Linked DNA regions of Mus musculus: region 1 is linked to region 2. Evidence: chromatin contacts called from public Hi-C data. All regions are on one chromosome and are shown on one strand. Each heading gives the region's core, a stretch centred on a gene start, on an enhancer-like site or on the middle of the called end of the contact. The rest is flanking DNA. Distances are from core to core; before and after follow the strand shown. Region 1 has its middle 31 kb from the start of Apobec4. Region 2 overlaps Rgl1 (ral guanine nucleotide dissociation stimulator,-like 1).

The links. Hi-C and Micro-C count contacts between places; a contact is called where the count stands out from the background.
Region 1: a contact with region 2 is called in a Hi-C map of bone marrow-derived macrophages, with 41 read pairs. The contact joins two enhancer-like sites. A contact is called at or near these places in 3 of 15 datasets of contacts at CTCF or cohesin (the NIH/3T3 cell line, large pre-B cells and pro-B cells), 13 of 484 Hi-C or Micro-C datasets (B cells, the Ba/F3 cell line, the CH12 cell line and 7 more), 13 of 115 datasets of contacts at active chromatin or transcription factors (the 230-238 cell line, the HPC-7 cell line, double positive thymocytes and 5 more) and 1 of 9 other capture datasets (embryonic tail).

Annotation. Positions count from the first base shown.
Region 1 is chr1:152,715,755-152,722,567 of GRCm38.p6, forward strand. It overlaps a transcript of Rgl1 not described here. Among named protein-coding and RNA genes, the nearest start is that of Apobec4, 31 kb to the right of the region's middle. Within about 2 kb of position 5,352, at least 23 of the 459 cell types and tissues checked have an H3K27ac peak or open chromatin away from gene starts, as enhancers often do. A contact at or near this core is called in the 230-238 cell line, bone marrow-derived macrophages, extraembryonic endoderm stem cells and 1 more, where this site is marked.
Region 2 is chr1:152,522,823-152,529,793 of GRCm38.p6, forward strand. Rgl1 (ral guanine nucleotide dissociation stimulator,-like 1) reads right to left here. Exons shown (of 18, transcript NM_016846.4): 15 at 5,451-5,637; 16 at 1,823-2,077. Among named protein-coding and RNA genes, the nearest start is that of Gm51749, 14 kb to the right of the region's middle. Within about 2 kb of position 5,614, at least 51 of the 459 cell types and tissues checked have an H3K27ac peak or open chromatin away from gene starts, as enhancers often do. A contact at or near this core is called in the 230-238 cell line, bone marrow-derived macrophages, extraembryonic endoderm stem cells and 1 more, where this site is marked.

The DNA of each region.
Region 1 (6,813 bases), core at 4,102-6,601, 190 kb after region 2:
ATACCACTACAGGAACAAATACTTATATATTATATTCATACAAGATACAAAGGACCAGTAAGTCTGGATTTTAAACATTCACTGATGTGGCTCTGGATGCTTAATCTTTTTTCTAAATTTTATTTTATTTTTAATTGACACAATAATACAAATTACAGGCTACAACATGCTATTTCAGTACAAGTACACAATATATAATGATCTAATTGGATCTTTTTGGAGTTGAACTGTCTTTCATGAAATTATATATCTAAAAACTTACAAACTTTTCTTAGTATTGACTATATTCAATATTTCTAAACATCCCTAAATTAACATTAGTTATGCATTCTTTACTTTTATACACACACCACACACAAACACCCCACACACATACACAGAGGCACACACATGCATGCACACACATTTGTACACACATATATACACACATATATACACACATACATACACACACTCATGCCTACACATACATACCACACACATACACACACAAACATGCATATCACACACATACAAACATTCACACATACACATACATACTGATGTCTTTATAAAAAGATAAAGAGATATAAGAATATGTTCTATTGGGGTGTGGTGAGGTATGGGGCAGGGGGCTCAGTGGGCCCATGCCAAGGCATCCTTTCCCCGTGAGGGACCAGCCTCATGACTGTAAAGTATAGAATAGAATTTATTCAGGGCATGGGGAGGGGAGTTAAAAGGGTAGTAGAGGCAGAGAAAGGCAGAGAGGATAGAGGAGGGGAGGGGAGGGGAGAAGAGGGGAGGGGAGAAGAGGGGAGGGGAGGGGAGGGAAGTAGAGGCTGGCCATGACCACATAGAGAGAGAGGAGAAGGGAATGGGGAGAGAGGAGGACCAAGAGGGAACAAAAGAGCAAGAGGCAAAAGAGAGAGGAGGGGGTAAGCAGCCCCTTTTATAGTGGGCCAGGCCTACCTGGCTATTGCCAGGTAACTGTGGGGTGGAGTTTAGACAGAATGCTTACACATACCACACACAAACACTCATGAATACACACATACACACACACACAGCAAATTATCAAATTTAATTCATTTTATTTATCTTTTGATGGAACACAGATTTTTAAATGAGACAACTCTCCTAACTCAGAAGGCTACATAGAATAATTTGCAAAAAGTTAAGTGGTTAAAACAAAGTGACTATTAAGAATCTCAACCCAGTCTGCAGAATTTTCCACTTTTAATTGAACAGTTTATTTTCATTTGGGCAGCAGTTTAAATTCAGTATTTCATTTCTCTCCATAGGCGGTCGGTGTTTGTCCCCAAACTGTACCCTCATTGCTAAGGTGACCGGTCCTCAGCAAGACCATTCATAAGTACACAGGTACGTCATTGTTTTCCTCCCTCTCTTTGGAATCCTTCACCTGTCTGAATTCTTCCTTCTGTTTCTTTCAGACCCCAGCAAAGGGCAAATGACTATCACTGCTACCTGTTTGGGACTGAAGTTCCAAGTCATGATACGACTTCAAAATTTACAGCTGTGTCTTTCAAAGCTAAGCCTTCTCCCTTGTCCTTGAGAGCTGCCCCCACGTGGGTAGATGAAGCACTCTGTTAATAATGCAGAGGTTCCAGGTATCTCTAAAAGCTGAACACAGTGTACAAAAGAACTCTGGTCCCCCGAAGAGTATATGCTCTTCTACAAACCAATTCCCACACAGCCAACCATTCAATTACTACCTAGCTTGCCACCTCCTTCAGTCAACACTACTGAGCTCAAATTAACTTGTGGGTCTCCTAAGAAGCTTGTCCCAACTCTTTTAACTAAACAGGCCTTTCCAGCCTTTCTGGCTTCTGTATTGTACACACAGTGTCAAGTCTTGTAATTTAGCAGTCATTTCCCTTTAAATGATTCATACAAGTAACAGGCCTTTACACCTAACTAGTGAGCCCCTCAAACTGACACACTATACTTCACACTCTGAAGTCTCCCCCACAGAACTTGGCACAATGCTTGAAACACAAAACATGTATTTGTTGAATAATCAGCCCGGCCATCCCTGTGCCTGCTCGGGGTGCTGGCTCTCCACGCCCATTCCAGCCCAGGGGACAGGAGGGGACAGGAGGGGCCAGGAGGGGACAGGAGGGGGCAGGAGGGGACAGGAGAGGACAGGGCCAGGAAGGGCATCTCTGCAAGAAGCATCTGTGTTAGAAGATGGTGAGCAGTGACTAAAAACCATCCTTCCTCTTTTATCAGTTCATTAAACAAGCTTATCAGAGAGAGGGGAGAGGCACACAGAGTATGTGAGCCAATTATTTACACATACCAAATTTAACAATAACAGCAGCAGAAGGAAGGAAGGAAGGAAGGAAGGAAGGAAGGAAGGAAGGAAGGAAGGAAAGAAACAGGGACAACTGTGCAGCTGGGGATGTTAGGAAGTCATATGAGAAAACAGAATGTTTGAAGTGGGTGCTGAGAAAATTAGTACGAGCTTACCGGAGGACTCAAGATGAAAACACCCCAGGAAGAGAGGAGCAAGCGGAAAGATATGGAAATAGCACAGCCCCTCATCCTCTCCTCAGTTCCCCCACCAGCCCCACACGTGCACGAGCCTCCACTTCAGTAAGGCCTACTCACCCAGTGTGGGAGGAAGTGTACAACTGGACTCCCCACCCATGGGAGCCTGGGGCAGGACGACTAGGGAGCTGAGACTAGCCTGGGCTGCAGCAGAGAGACTGTCTCAACAAAACAAAGCAGACTGAGTAAGGCCACTCCCCTGACCTTAAGGAGTATTGACTTGAGCTAAGCAACAGCAACTTAATTTTAACATCTATTTGGGATTTGGAAGTTCAATCCAAATCTATAATTTGCAGAAAGAAGTGTTTGTAACTGACTCAACCCTCATTTTTATGGGCTACTTTATTTGTAGAGATGAATTTTTATGTAATTATGTATTTTGCCTTTAAAGAATAAAAATCAAGGAAGGAATGTTTGAAAGCTATTGACTCAATGTTTCCACTCAGTCAGCCTGCTGCCTGTACAAACTCTGCACTCCAAACCCCATAGAGCAGCTTACAGGGGCGTTAATGACGGGCTGTAAGATCTAGGTGACTGCACCTCCAATATCCCTAAAGCAAACAATCTGTGTGCAATTTTTAAAAATTTCATTTTCTCCAGATCCTGAAGAAAATATGCAATCTCCTAGCTGGAAGGGAACTGACTGGAGTATGGGCACTAATATATCCCTCAGGTGCATTTCTATCTTGTGTTTTAAGAGGGAAGGCTAACAGCCCTGTCCAGTGGGTGCCCTTTATGGAACACTGGCGGCACCAGTGTGCATCCGAGGTTCACCTTTGACGAGAACTTCAAGCAATTGTTGAGAACAAGCAGCTTCGGAAGAGCTCCTCTTGGCACTTCCTAGCTTCTCAAGGTCTGAGTCTTCAGTGCTTCTAAACACGGGCTCTTCTCTGCATCCTAAGTGGTGGGGGCAGGGGAGGGGCACACCTGCAAACTACACTACGCTAAAAGCCGAACGCCTCATTGAAGGTTCCACAAAAACGGAGCTGTTATTTTTCTATTACATTTATATATTATTATCCTCAGCTGCACATAAACAAGCAACAGAACAAGAAGGAAAAAATTCCCAGAGAAATGATCTAAAATTACTTAGACTTGTTTTTTAAATCCCCAGGTTGAGAGCTGGGCCTTTTTGCAGCCACTGGAGTTCTGGGACCTCAGAGTGGAAAACAGTAAGAGAATTTGACCCTAGTCCCCAAGCCAGGGTGCTGGCATCCATCAGGATAGCACACTACACTGACACTGAACATTCTACTTACAAGAATTCTTTCCCACCCCACCCCTGCCCACGCCCCGAGATGTCTACCTTCCAGAGGTAACACACTCAGGACAGAACTGCTACTGAAGCCCAGCTCTCACTGATACAAAAAGGAAACTTCTCGTCAGTCCAGGTACAGAATGACCGACGAGTCCTTCTCTCTGCTGGTCCCTTATTTTGCTTCCTGCTTCTTAATAGTCATTTAAAATATATATATAATTTCAGGATCATTGCACATGTCTTTTAAGTTTCTAGTTTTACCAGTTGTTAGTCAAGTCCAGTATCAATTTCCTCTCTGCTGAAGTTGACCTCTGATGGAAGAAGAACTCAAGGCAAAGGATGAGGATTTTCTGCAGAAAAGCTCCCCGAACCATCTCAGGCTACAAGATACAAGAGTTCTAAAGGGCTCTATGTTCTGAAGATTTTTGTCCCCAAATCACTCTGAAGCGCACATTCCTAAATAATCACCTTCTGGCGGGTGGCTTAGGGTCACCGCAAACGCACTCCCAGCACTCTGGAGGCAGAGGCAAGCACGTGCATCTCTGTGAGTTCGAGGCCAGCCTGGTCTACATAGTGAGTTCCAGGACAGCCAGGGCTATGTAGAGAAACCCTTTCTGAAAAAAATAACAATGATAATAAACATTATACAACTGGTATCCAAAAAAAAAGCATTAAAGGGGTATTATTTTCTCCCTGAATCCTCAACTACTGAGAGTGTCAGTAACCAGGTGGTAGCCCATGCGTGTAATCCTAACACCCGGAGGCTGAGGTAGGATCATGGAATCTGAGGCCAACCTGGGCTGCAGAGACCCTGCCTCAAAACACAAAACGCACAAACACAAAAAAAGAACTAGATTCATTCCTTTATCCCTCCCTCTTCACTCCCTTCCTTCCTTCCTGCATTCACATAAAATCTACTATGGCCAGGAGCTTCAATGACTGTGAAATAAAGTCATTTATAGAGCTCTAGGGCATCTATATGCCTTATAGAGCTTACTGTGGAGTTCTGCCTTGCAGAGGAAATCCAGACAAATCAATGCATGAATAATATCAGATATTAAGTATAATTTTTAAAACAAGGTAGCAAGATGGTGTGTAACAGGAATGTAGTCAGGACAAATGTAGGCAAGAAAAACAAACACCAATTGAGAAGTGATTCTATTAGCCTAAGTGAGAAAAGAAAGTTGGGGGAAGTATTATGATAGCCCTGGCTGGTCAGCTGATGCTGAACCTGAGGAAGGGAGAAGTTGAAGACTGTTCAAACTGAGCAAACAGGCAGTCTGTGATGCCTTTAACTAAGTCTTTGGAAGAAACGTGGTAAAGACCATGGCATCAAAGATGTCTTTCTCATTAGGTCATGTTTGAGATGCCACCAGGGTAACAACGTTAACCCAGAAAGCAGACAGTTGAATAGACACCTCTAAGCTCAGGGAAGCCAGGCTACAGAGCCATCAGCTACAGATGGTGTTTATAGTCATACACCAGATGAAGTCACCCAGGGACCTGTGTTATCAAGCAGGTTCATGGCTTAATCGCCCTAGCCGACAGGGTTTCTAGGTAGGGACAATGTACATCTGAATGTGTTGGGAAATCTGCACAGTGCTGCATGAATGGGTGTGGCTAGCAGACACATAGGAAACCGAACACCACAGGAAGAAAGAAACAGGAAAACCAGAAAAGAAAACCCAAATTTCCTGGCCATGATAATGGGGCTACTGGTTATTTTAGCACACAAAGCAAAGAACCAGAAAATTCCCCGAAAGAAAGTACCACAGAGAGAAATGAAAATGAGGTGTGCTTATTCCTGGGCCCTTGTTCACTAACAAATGTAACACCTAAAAACTATATAGACGCTTGTTTAAAGTAACTGGTTCTAGTGGCCGAGTTTCCAGATGACAAGTGCTACCTGAACCCCTGTTTCGAACTGGCCCGCAGCTCACATGAACTGGATTTCACCTGGGAGGCAAACCGGGGCTGAAAGAGAGGGAAACTAGGCGGACGAGAGAGAAATGGAGCCAAGACAATGTTCTGATCAAGGCTCAAATGTTTAATGGCGAATGTGCTTATAAAGGAGGGCGGAGGTCCATTCCCCCCAATTCATTCTTGGAGCCTGGAACTAGCTGCAGGTGATGACGTGCAGGATAGGGTGTGGTCTCAGGAGTAGCTAGGTGGCCTCCCAGCAGATAGCAGTATCTTGAAGAGGAACAGCAACACTGGCTGAACAATAGAGTGATCTAGGGAGGAAGGCTCCACCCTAGGTAATAGGTCTGGCTCAGCCCGCTTCAGGCTGAGGGAAAGTTACTAACCAACCGTGAACATAAAGTATATAGCTTTTATAATTGGAAAGGAAAACTGCACAGAGGGCTAATGCAATAAAGAGCTGTGGCTCCTGAAAACAAGATCTCCATGGCAACTGTTAGAAGCTCCAGTGCGAGGCTGAGAATCATTAAAAGCAAGACTGGAGAGAACACTACGCAGTTAAGAGGTGCTTGCTACTCGTGGAGAGGACCAGAGTTTGGTTCCCAGCAGCCACATGGCAACTCACGGCCATCTGTAAGTACAGTTTTGGGGGTCCAGTGCCCTCCTCTGGCCTTCTTGAGCACTAGGCATATACATACATAGTGTACACACTCAGATTCAGGCAAACACTCAGACACAGAAAAGAAAAACAAATTCAAAAGACTAGTTTTGTAGATGCTTCATGCTAAATCCAAACTAGTGCGTGTTAGTAGGAAAAAAAGTAAAACAGAAGTTGGTTTAATAGTTTGAAATTGTTAAGGTCTTAAAGTATAACTCAGATGTATATGTAAAGATTCCGTACACTTACCCATTATGGATTTAATACTAATTAATGTTTCCAGTTAAATCAATTAAAGTTTGTTAACTGCCAGAAGAAATTTTTTTTTTTTGGTTTTTTTTGAGACAGGGTTTCTCTATATAGATAGCTCTGATTGTCCTGGAACTCACTCTGTAGACCAGGCTGGCCTCGAACTCAGAAATTCGCC
Region 2 (6,971 bases), core at 4,364-6,863:
TTTAAAGGAGGAAAATATTTCACACTGTGCAACATAAAGGGTCCCAGGAAGAGACAGGGACAGGGAGTGTTCTCCCAAAGGCAGGCCCTATTCCAAGGAAGGAATAGTCTGGGGACTCATCTATTTATACCTTCCCAAGACCAGGATAGCGCATTCGACCTAAGATGTCTCCTACATGCTAGGCTTTCTCCTGGCAGAGCAGAGCATGCTGCCGTGGGCATGGCACACAGCATTAACGGCTGGGTGCATACATTTGTATTCTGCTTCCAGATGCTGTGGTCATGTAGGTGGCCCCTATCTCTCTGGCTGGCATATATAACAGAAGCACACAACTACTATTGATGAGCCAGGCTCCCTTGGGCTGCTGTTTCTCCAGTGCATCTTTGTTAGCTACTCCCTTAAGATGCTGAACTGGGTCTCATTCCTCCACACTCATTCCCACTCAATGGGGCTGAAAGACACGCAACACCAACCCTGCACCACCCGTGTTTCTGGCAATCTATTAAACAATGTCATGTGGATGTCCCAATTCTAAAGACCCTGAGACCTCGTCCTCTAGTAGTTTCACCAGCCACTGGCTGCCAGATGGCCGTGGGTCCTCCCTCTTCTATAGAAATCCTCCCTCTTCCTTACCCGGCACAACGGTTATCAAAGGCTGATAACAGGATGAATGGCTCTTCCGTCTCCAGCCCTTATCATCTCCGGCTCGAAAGATGGGAGCAGCTTCCTTGGCTCGCTTCCCACCCACAGTGCTCGTCCCACCTCAAGCTTCGTGTCTCCACAAGGCTAGTTATGCCCCTAACAAACAAACCTGATCATTTCTTAACTTGATGCCTTCAGTGAGACCTAACTGCCTGAACAATTAACACAAAGTCCCCCAAGGAGGACACTAGACCATTTCCAATCTGGTCTGGCTTCTGTTAGAATATCATTTAGTATATGGCCTCTCTCTTCCATTCCAAGTTCTTCAAAGATCACTGAGTCTTACTCTTCTCTCTCTCCTCAAAGCTCGGGGCAAGAACTAGCAAGAACCCATCTTCAATAATTACTGTATTCAATGAATGGTTCCGCAAAGGTTAAAGAACAATGACTCCACCCCACCTAGGTCTATGCTGGGAGGCAAATGAAGACATGAAATTTAGTGCAGATTTTACTACAGAGATTTCTCTTTTCTTTTTCTTTTTTCTCTTCTTTTTAGTCGATGACGGGCCCTGCTGACTAAGGAATTTCATCACCTACCACAAGTTGACTTTACGCAGTTAAGGTTATCAGCATGAAAGGCTGGGTGTGTATTTAAGAAAGACGGCCATCATCAGAAGTAGCTTTGGAGTTTTCCTTGTCTGATGCCGTTTGTGTAAGAAGCACATGAGACTCAATCCCATTTACTGCTGAACTGTAGCTACTTCCTACCCAAACTGCACCTCCGCCATAATCACCCACTTCAGGAGCTCGGCTTGGTCCAGATGGCTTAGGGAGAAAGCTGAGTCACCAGGAACTACACTACTGAGAAGGCGTGTTAATTTAGTAGACAGTGCAATCGTAGGAAGAGTTCCAAGAAGGCGTGTGAAGCAAGGCACCCGCCCTGGACTACTGTCCCACCCACACTGAGCATCGTGAAACAGGACCCCAAATTGCATGAACAATTCATAAAATGTCAAAACTATGTCCTATATGCACATGTGCCACTAGATAAGCATACCACTAATCTGCGCCCAGGAAGACGCTGCTATTTTCCATGCTAGTCTTGTGTGCACGTGCAGACAGGTATGAGAAATGTGTGTCCGAACAGCTGACTGACCCTCCAGGCAGGACGGCCCCTTACCATGATGCTCTTGTACATGTTGCCATTGTTGTCTTCTACACTGATGCGGATGATGCAGGTGTCTTCGTTCTGCTGATTGTAAACAGGAGGCAGTACTGTGGAGGTAATGGATGTCACGGAGACGGAGCGCTTGTGGATTTTAGGATTGTTGTTGCACGTTGGAGGGGAGGACAGGGGGTTGATTAGGGACGACATCCCTGAGGAATTCGTGTCCATGGAATGGATGGAGGAACAGGAAGAGGAGGATTCAGAGAGCTGGAAGAATCAGAAAACAAAGCCATTGGAGCCTGGACCAAACATGCTTCACGTTTCAAAACAGAAGTAGATACAGAGACTGGTTGTTTCCTCCTCAATATCTCATGTCTCTGGTACACACACACACACACACACACACACACACACCCCGTGGGCTCATGTGACGATCAGTGACTCACTGGGAACTAATCATTCTGAATCTAAGAAAGGCACAGTGGACCTTTGATGGCCTGGTTTTAGTTGTCCGTATGAAGGCTAACCACGAGATGGCAGCAGATACCAGAATTTAAAGGCCGTACAGGCTGAGCTTACAGAAGCTGGGAAGCCATCCTCTTCTCACCCCCAACAGTTCTCAATGTGGCCATGGAGAACATTCTGTCCCCACTACTTCACATCCAGATTTTGTAGTAGGAGACAAATGTCTTCATGTTTAGAAGCATCTAAGATAAGGACTACTGCTTGTGTAGTTCTGCTGAGAGGGCCTCAGAGATCACCTGACCCCTTTGCCAAGTAGAGAAGCTGGAGGCCCAGAGAAAACACGGGGCCCCAGGTCCACCTACACAGTCTCACTCCTACCAGGACCAGAGCTCTCCAGCCCCTTTGCTGTGGTGTTCACACAGCAGGGGCACAGCAAGCACCAAGCCATCTGCAGCTATGATGAGTTAGCTGACTTGTGCTACAGCCTTGAAACCTTTAGTGCTGTGAGACTGTTAATGAGTTTTCATTTATCTTTCTCACTTGGGTCACAGCTGCCTTGCAGGGCAGGGGGAGGGAGGGGCACCCTAAAAACAGCATCATAACAATGCTGAGAGCACGACTCAGCAAAACAGATCACTTGCCTGGACAACGCAGCCTTTGAGTATCTCTTTAACAATCACTGGTAAGACCAGCAAGATACACTTTCACAATCTACATCGAGGCCATTTGAGAGATGTACGGCTGCAGTAATGTGCTTCTCTAAGTGACTGAATATTTAAAATTCAACTGATATTAATCACCAGACAAAGAGATGCTTTAAACTCACCGGGATGTATTCCTGACATAAAACCATTAAGCTGAACCATTTAAATATCAATTGTTACAGAAAAGTGTGTGTGTGTGTGATATTCGGAATGAGTTAAACTGGATTATATTATAATAATCCTATAAAACTCATTATTAATTTCTATATAATCTACCATTCCACAGATACAGATCAAGGAATTTAGCTTTCTGATAATGTGGCTTCTAAAAAAATAGGGCCTATGTTATCTGTAGTTTTTCAGGGCTGCTTCGTCCGATGGCATCCTATGTTAAGGACAATTCCACAGCAGGGGTGTTCTATTATGGCCAGCAAACCGCAATGCCAACTCTAATATGTAGTGTCTACAGTAGGACTGCCATGATATCGGTTAGCCATGTGCTGCTGCTGTTTGGAATTCTCCTTCTGTGCCCATGTGACTCAGCTTGAGCACTTACTCAGGGTGGATAATTTTAACAGCGTTATCTTGCCTGCAAGTCTATTAGCCAGGAAGGTCAGTTCTCCAAATGCTGCTTGAATGTTTTCACTTTCACCGTCCTATTTCCCTTGGGCTTTCCGTGATGCTAATAACACTTATAGTTGAGGGGGTAATGCGTTAGGATGGTGAGCTCACACGAGTTATAGAGACTATCCTCACAAGGATATAAGTGGTGTGGAACAAGCATAAAGGTAACTGTTTATAAGTGATGATCAGGCGCACGAAGAAGGAGGAATGCATATTACACTTTACTTCTAAAGAGAACAACCTCACGAGGGCGAGCAAGAGAGAGGCGTGGAAGAAGGAAGAAGGGAGAAGGAGCCTTGCGGGGAGCGCCTGTCTCTGCCTCCCCTTACGGCAGTGGCTCTGGGACTCCAGGTGGACATACACGCCTGGCTTTTTGTACTTTGGAGGAATCTCAACTCAGGGACTTATATTTGCGTGGCAAGTGCGTTGTCACTGAGCTATCTCCTCTGGATCCAGCTGATGCCAAGGCATGGGGAATGACAACATACTGGGTTTAGGACACATGACTTTTGAGACAATAGTCAGATGTTAGCTGTCTGAGGAATTTGAGAGTGGTTGGGTCACCTCTAGCTGCTGAGTCCTAAAATACCTTTCTTTTTTCTCTTTTTTTTATTAGCTATTTTCTTCATTTACATTTCAAATGCTATCCCGAAAGTCCCCTAAACCCCACCCCCCTGCTCCCCTACCCACCCACTCCCACTTCTTGGCCCTGGCGTTCCCCTGTACTGGGGCATATAATTATGATTTGGGGACACTTGAAGGGTCTCAGACTGGTGTGACTGCTAAGGACATCATGCAAAGCAACACCAGTGCCCCCTACAAGGCAGAAGACAGAGCCTGTCACCTGTACTCTCTCTCACTGGTGTGAACCCAAACCAAGAGGCCAGAAGAAATGACAGAACAAGGTGGCCAAAACTCTCCCCAAGATGCTGTGGATTGCTGTCATGGCAGAGCTGATCTCTGAGCCAAGCTCCTTGACCAGTAAGGGGACTGAAGGAGATATTTTCTCTTACTTATTTGTGCAGCCATGAGAAAGGGACTGGATGAGGATTCCAGTATCCGTGCGTACAGCTTGCTATTTCCGCTGTGGTTCACTGTATCACCATTATCAAATCCTCACCCTGCTGCAAACTGCGCCCTCTGCCCTGTGAATTGTTTCATGGTTCCTCCCATTGAAGCTAGATCGTATCTCCCTGATTCAGTTATTTATGTTGGATTGGACCACATGACTGCTTTAAGCAATGGAATGTTGATAGGTATGGCCAAGAAAGGGCTCTCCCTGTGTGTATCTTACAGGGCTGGGCTTCTTCCCCTCTTCTTCATATGTTTCAGCATGCTAAGAGGATGTTTTGGAAAGTCAATTACTCCAGAAAAATAAATGACAGATAACGGAAACAGGCTTGGGTTAAAACTGTGGTGTAGGGCCCAAAGTAGCCAGTCCCCAAGAAACATGGAGGTTGTTCTACGTCACTGAGTTTTAGAGTACTTTCCTGTGTGACCTGCCATGGGACAGGTGTGGGTAAGAGCGCATGGCACCAAAAGGCTGGCATGCATCCATTTCTCGGGTTTTGTTCCTACTCAGGCGATCCTGCATCTCTTGAATAGAGTATATTTATTTTATGGGCCACAATCCTTCAGTGCACTTAGATATGGGCATAGAAATGTTTGCAGGGACAAATGAAAGCGCAACCTCCTTAGTACTTTGTATCCTTTTTCTCTGAGGAATGTGCTCCCAGAAGGAACTCTGTTTCTGATGTACTGAAAAACTTGGACACAGACACTCTTCACGTGGCAAGCAGCACGCTGGGAGCTGCAACAGGAGAATTATGGGAAAGCTTAGTGTGTACCTTCTTTTGGGGCTCATCTGGTGTGTCCATGGGTGTGACGGGGCCCTCCTCAGCCTCGGAGTGGTTTGATTCACAGGACGACACACTGACTGAGTCCATACTCTCCCCAGAGCTCCCACTGGCTGCGGACTTGGGCTGCTCTTTGGTGGGAGTGCTCCCGGGGATGATGTCAGACCCCAGAAATAGCCTGCAGGAGACAGAATGCCACACATCTGAGCTGTTACAAACCTAGAACCCATGACTGACTGAATAATGTGTGCTGATTAAACCCCTTAATGTTTTTCAATCATGTATGCTCTATTGTAAATATTGCTTTAGAAAATACTATAATATTCTAACAAACAGTATTGACTAGATAGTCAATTTAATTATACGTCCCAGTTGATTATGTCCAGCTTCAAATAACACATAGGCTGTTTAACTAATGCGGTCAGAGTCTAAGTCATTGGTCCTCCATCTTTTACATGGACAGCACCCCACCCCTTATTGATTCTTAGCCTAAAATGAACTTTAAACTTTGTGAAGCTGGAAAAGGTGGGTGTGTTCCGAATAAGAAGCCAAGGAAGAACACTTCTGCTTTGAGCCATCTGGCAAACTAACATAACCCAAACCCTTCTCCATAAAATAACTAGGTAGGAAGTATTATAACCCCCTTTGAGCTGAGCTGGTATATGTAAGGGAAATCCCTGTGGGCCAGGCCTTACAGAAAAGGGAACTGAAAGTCGGAAGTTGATGAGCTATTTCTGCAGATGCTCTGGTTGGGAAACAGAAGGAATGAATGTTGGCAAAACAGTCATTGTTAAAAAAAAAAAAAAACCACTAGCACAATTTAATTATACGTAATAATGGGGTTCCATTGATATTTCCATATATGCTTTCAGTATGAACTGATTCATGTGTATGAAGTTAACACATACACAGCACTGTGAAATGACGGTTCTGCTTACTAAAGTAAGGTTGAGAGAACCTAATCTATATAAAGCCAGGCACTCAAAGGGCTTTACCCGCAGTAAGGAGACAGGTTAGAAAAGTATCTTCCCACAGACACAGGAGACAACAGGGACGTCTGCCTGGCCTGGCCTGAATTAATACAGAAGAAATAATGTGTCTATGCATGATGGTCCTGATGGACATGAAGCTATGGGAACAGAGGTTAGGGGTATAATGAAAACACAGAAAGCCCTGTGCACATGTAAGAGCAGAGCCAGGAGACACTGAGCCTGGCAAAGGGACCAGACAGATGCAGTGCCTGAGAAGATTCCAGAACTGCTGAGCCATAACAGCTCACGGATCCAGGAGGCACTGCACTCTCACATCACAAACTCTCACATCACAAACTCTCACGACAACCGAGAAGTCTGCGGGTGGGCTTGGCAAGTGCCGGGGGAAATTACTTGACCATGGAGAACTGGCCAATGGTCCCTAAAGACTGCCCTGTTTGCCCCTAGCAAGTGCAGGGAACATCACCCAGATCAATCTCAGGTGTGTAAGTGCCGGGATCTGTGTGAGAGCGCAGCGTCC